Linked DNA regions of Mus musculus: region 1 is linked to region 2. The links are chromatin contacts, called in public HiChIP or PLAC-seq maps. All regions are on one chromosome and are shown on one strand. Each heading gives the region's core, a stretch centred on a gene start, on an enhancer-like site or on the middle of the called end of the contact. The rest is flanking DNA. Distances are from core to core; before and after follow the strand shown. Region 1 overlaps Trnp1 (TMF1-regulated nuclear protein 1). Region 2 has its middle 11 kb from the start of n-TGgcc1.

Region 1 (2,721 bases), core at 143-2,642, 390 kb before region 2:
TGAAGTTTCCAGGTTATTTTGGAGTTCTGAGGGCCAGAGAACACAGGACTTCCTAGAGATGACAGCTGGAGCTCTGGCTGCAGTAAGCTGGGCCGCCGCCAGGACCACGGGTTTCTGGTTTGCAGGGCTGAAGCCCTTGATCCGAAGGAGCTTTTTAGCTAATGGCATAGAGTGCTTTCTGTCACCACCGTCAGGACTTTCTCTGGGGTTTATTGTAATCAGCTTTGACCTGATTCAGAAGTGGCGTGGGTGGACACATGAAGAGTTAGAGATGATACCTGCTGGAGACGGGTGGGTGGGTAGGTGGGGGGTACAGGCAGTTCTGGCCCCTCCCTCCTCTTCAAGAAGCCAGGCTGTTCCCTCGACAAAAAAAAAAAAAAAAAAAAAAAAAAGTCTGTGCCAGGGCACACAGCTCAATGACTTGAATCTCAGGCCATCAACCTTCTCAACCAATGAAAAGTCAAAAGTCCTCCTAGGATCCTGTGTAGCATTCCTGGGCCTGTTCCATTCTCTCCTAACTAACAGACACCGATCACCACTTACTCCAGGGGTTTCGGGAGGTAGCATACAGCAGAGGGTCTTTGCTTCTAAGGCTTGCCTTCCAGTTCTCTTCCAGGTAGCTCCCTGGGTGTCACCATCCCAGGAGACCTAATGGGGGCTCAGGTTATTTTAATTTTAATTTTTTGAGACAGGCTTGCCTTAACCTCCATAGAGAGCTGGGAATAACCTTGAACCTTTTAAAAAACATTAATTATTTATGAATGTATGCATACAGGAGTGTGTGTATTGGGGTGGGGCAGGCATTTGCCACAGTGATGTGTTGAGATCAGAGGAAAACTTACAGGAAGGAGTACATTCTCTTTTCTACCAAGGGAGTCCCAAATTGAGCTCACGTGGTCAGGCCTGGTGGCAGGCACCTTCACCTGAACTACCTGTCTGGTCCCAACAGGGAACTGTGTTCTCTTGCCACTACCTCCAAAGTGATGGGGTTTCAGATGCGCACCCCCACCATACTGTGCTAATGTTGGACCCAGGGTCTGGTGCATGCGGGGCAAGCACTCTAGCAATTGAACCACATCCCAGCCTCTGGAAATTATGTTGTAGCACTTGGCTAATATTACTCTAGCCCTGAGCAGAAAGCAGTCTTCCCACGTGACTTCTTGAACTTAAAAAACAAAACAAAACAAAACAAAACAGGGACTCACTGTGTAGCTCTGGCTGAAAACTTTCTTGATGGCCCCTAGCCTGCAGATGGGGCAAGGTCAGGGACCCTTGGGATCTGTGCATTGAGGACACTATGTCAACCAGTGAATCGGGTTAAGAGATAGGAGACGACCAAGCCCTTTTGCTCTCTTTGGCTGGGCCCAGCAGCTTGGTTGTGCCACCAGAGGGCAGTGTGGAGCTGCTTCGTGAGAGTTGGGGGCGGGACCTGGGACGCTTTTAGTTCCTGGTGACCCGGTCCTCAGTCATTCTTGTTTGTGGTTCTGGGGCTTTCAATGGCTTTGGAATATGAGAGTCTGCAGAATAACCGGGAGGTGGTGGCGCAGGCCTTTAATCCCGGCACTCGAGAGGCAGCGGCGGCAAAGGCAGGTGGATCTTGAGGCCAGCTGAGTCTACAGAATGAGTTTCAGGATAACCAGGGCTACATAGAGAAATGTCGGAAAACCAAACCAAACCAACCAACCAACCAACCAACCAAACAAACAAGTCGGCAGAAGAAGCGGTGGCGGTGGTTTCCCCGGCCCATTAATAAAGGCGTGATTTCAGTGCCGGCTTTCAGCTTGGCTGGGCTGGGCTGGGATCCTGAACTGTATCCATTATCCCTGGGTGCGAAACTCTAGGAGAGGCGCCGGAGAGAGCCTAGTAGGAAAGACTTGCTTGAACTGGGCTTCCACCGAGAGCCAGTTCTGCATTCACAGATTTGTTCCACTGACGACAGCAACGGGTCCTGCCACCACCTAACGACCAAGGTGGCCTCCTAGAGATTAGGCTGAAGTGACTGGTCCAGGCTAAGGTGTTCCAGACCTTCAGTGGGCAGAGTCCTGGGTGTACTGGCGTCTCAGCAGCAGAGGAGACTCCAGGTGGGGGGTGGCGGAGGCGGGGGGGGGGGGGGGGGGGGGAGGAAGTACTTAGGATAGCTGGGAAATCCCCAGCCCAGTTCTTCCATTATTCTCCGACTACACCCTGGCAAGTCGAAAGCCCTTAGTTCTGAGTTCTAGATTAACTATTTCCCTTACAGCAGGCACCATGCTAGGTAGTCTACATCCATTTTCCATTCACATTCTTTCTAATCCCCTTCAAGTCTGCTGAGGTGGGTACATGGCTTCCTTAAAGGTGTAGAACCTGTAATTCTATAACTGTAGTTCAGTGGGCTAATGACAGTACTATTTGGGGGGATTGCTTTAAAGGAATCAGGTCCTGGGAAGGGAAGTATGAAATGCTGGGGGTGGGTGGGTGGCAAAGTGTGTCTTGTGTCGGCCCCCCTTCCCCAGAACTGGACACACCCTTGCCAGTTTGTCTGGGTTCTGGTGTTGAGTCAAGCTGATTCAGCATACCTGGCTTATGGCTAGGGTGGGCCAAAGGTGTTTAGGGCTGCATGTGGGGCTGAGGCTTGCCTCTGGCTGTCTCCCCTCCCTGAAGACCTGGACAGGAATGTTTGCTGCCAAGAGAGCAGAGAGCTTTGGATGGCAGGAGAGGCGCTGGCATTAAAGGTGTGCATCA
Region 2 (2,700 bases), core at 125-2,624:
TGAGCTGGAAAAATTAAATAAGATCAGTGGGGAGGGGGACTGAAGAGACGGCTCAGTGTTTACACATGGAGTGCTCTTCCACAGGACCAGGGTTCAACTCCCAGCACCCAACGGTGGCTCATATCTGTCTGGAACTCCAGTTCCAGGGGATCTGAGACCTTCACATAGACATACTTGGACGTAAGACCAATGCACACAAAATAAAAATAAATTAAAAAAAAAATTTAAGATCATGACTGGACTGGAGAGACGGCTCAGCAGTTAAGAGTACCGACTGCTCTTCCAGAGGTCCTGAGTTCAATTCCCAGCAACCACATGGTGGCTCACAACCATCTGTAATGGGATCTGATGCCCTCTTCTGGTGTGTCTGCAGACAGCTACGGTGTAGAAGAAGAAGAAGAAGAAGAAGAAGAAGAAGAAGAAGAAGAAGAAGAAGAAGAAGAAGAAGAAGAAGAAGAAGAAGAAGAAGAAGAAGAAGAAGAAGAAGAAGAAGAAGAAGAAGAAGAAGAAGAAGGAGAAGAAGAAGGAGAAGCAGCAGCAGCAGCAGCAGCAGCAGCAGCAGCAGCAGCAGCAGCACACGACAGACAGGGAAGCACTGAAGCAGCTGCTGAGACCCAGATCTCCTCTAGTCAGGGCACAGAACTGCAATTTGTTGTATGAGGGCTGAGAGGAGAAACAGGAGGATCAGGAAGGCTTCCTGGGGGAGAGGGCATCCGTATCCGGCCTTTAAGGATAAGTGGAGGGGGCCGTTCTGGGAGGAATGTACAACCTAGCCTAAGGCCCAGAGACAAAGAAAATGACCTGTTTGGGTGTGGCGGACTGAAGCTGGCTGGGAGGAGCGAGTGGAATGGCAGTGGGCTGAAGGGCCTTTGGAGTGTTTCAAGGGCCGTGTTACCAAGCTCATACTTTGAAGGATTGTGGATGCAGAGTAGAATTCTGCCAGTTTTAGAAAGCCAATGCTAACTGCGGCAGGGAGAGTGAACCGGAAGGGCGAGGCTGAAGGGTATGCTGGGGAGAAGATGTGAGCATACTCCGGGTGGGAGCACACCCCCCACCCCCACCCCCCAACGCCAACCTCTGGTTCAGCTCTGACCCTTCCTACTTCCTGCCTTCCCAAGTGTGGACTTGTTCCTCTGCCTGGAACATCGACCTCCCCCCCCCCCGCCCCAATACTTGGCTACTTCCTTGTCCTTCAGGTCCCCACTGAGCAGCTGGTCCTCCTGGAATGCGGCTAGACACCCCCCCCCCCATCTAGGTTAGCCACGCCCCCCACCCACTCCTACCGATTTGTAGCCTTTCTGACTGGATGGACTCTGGCCTTTTGTTGTATCCACAAAACCGGCTGTGGCTCAGTGCCTGGCACTCAGGGTACCTGATCTATGATTCAAGAAATGATTGGTCGAGCCTGTTGGAGACAGGTGTGGTGAGGTCTGCAGTGGCTGCAGGGGAGAGGCGAGCCAGCGCTGGGGAGAAGGGCGAGGGGATGATAACTCAGGTTTGGTTGTTTTCCCTCCTCGCTTGGATAAGCCCTGGCCTTAACCAAGATAGCAAGTGTGAAGGAGGGGTTGGCAGGCGGGAGAGGAAGCCGAGGAGGCCAAAAGGGCCTGGCACACACTCTCTTGAATGTCTCTCTCTGCCCACTGGTGGGACCATATTAGGATCTGTCGTTCAAAATGTCCTCAGCCTTATGGGAGCAGCCGATTGGTAGCACGCTTCCCTAACCTGTTGAAGCCCTGGGTTTGATCCCCAGCACCACGTAAGCTGAGCATGGTGGTGTACACCAGTAATGCCAGCACTCAGAAGATGGAGGTAGGAGGATCAGAAGTTCAAGGCTAGCCCCAGCTACATATATAATTAAAGCCAAACGGGTTCCATAGCTCTAGAGGTGAGTGCCATACTGTGTTCTTCCAGAGTACTTGAGTTCGGTTCCTATATCATCTCACAAGGGAATGTCACGTCAGCTCCAGGGGATCTGACACCATTTTCTGGTCTCCTTGGGCACCTGCACGTATGTGATATACATCTACACACATACACACACACACACACACACACAAATTAATAAATCTAACAACAACAACTAACTTGCCAAGCCAGACGTGGTAGCACAGGCCTTTACTCCTGGCACTGAGGAGGCAGAGACAGGTGGATCATACACCTTTAAGTTCCAGTATCTGGGAGGCAGAGGCAGGGCAGATGTTTATAAGTTTGAGGCAATCCTGGTCCATGTAGGCAGCACCAGGCCTGCTAGGAATACATAATGAGAGCATGCCTAAATAAATAAACAATGGGGGCTGCAGAGATGGCTCAGCATGTAAGAGCACTGAGTGCTCTTGGGATGGACCCCGTTCAGCTCCCAGCACTCATTTTGGGCAGCTCACAACTCCCTTAACTCCTGCTCCGAGGCATCTGATACCCCTCTCCTCTGGTGTCTGTGGGCACACAAACTCATACAGGCACACACACACACACATAGATAAATAATTTAAAGGTGGGATGTGGGGAGATGGTTCAATTGACAAAATGCTTGCCACACAAGGAGCAAAATGAGTCTATAATCTCGAGAAAAATGAAGATGGGAGGCACCCCGGGACTTGAACTGGTAAACTCCAGGCTCAGTGAGCAACCAACCCTGTGCCAAAAAATAAGGCAGTGTGAGCTTCAGCAGCACCCTACAATTGGCGTGAGAAGAAGAAGAAG

The links. HiChIP or PLAC-seq counts read pairs in DNA pulled down with a chosen protein or histone mark.
Region 1: a contact with region 2 is called in an HNF4G HiChIP or PLAC-seq map of pancreatic cancer cells. The contact joins two enhancer-like sites. A contact is called at or near these places in 1 of 115 datasets of contacts at active chromatin or transcription factors (pancreatic cancer cells) and 1 of 9 other capture datasets (liver).

The regions. Positions count from the first base shown.
Region 1 is chr4:133,493,317-133,496,037 of GRCm38.p6, reverse strand. All of the region lies in intron 1 of Trnp1 (TMF1-regulated nuclear protein 1), which reads left to right. Among named protein-coding and RNA genes, the nearest start is that of Trnp1, 3.9 kb to the left of the region's middle. Within about 2 kb of position 1,392, at least 71 of the 459 cell types and tissues checked have an H3K27ac peak or open chromatin away from gene starts, as enhancers often do. A contact at or near this core is called in pancreatic cancer cells, where this site is marked.
Region 2 is chr4:133,102,530-133,105,229 of GRCm38.p6, reverse strand. No RefSeq gene overlaps it. Among named protein-coding and RNA genes, the nearest start is that of n-TGgcc1, 11 kb to the left of the region's middle. Within about 2 kb of position 1,374, at least 69 of the 459 cell types and tissues checked have an H3K27ac peak or open chromatin away from gene starts, as enhancers often do. A contact at or near this core is called in pancreatic cancer cells, where this site is marked.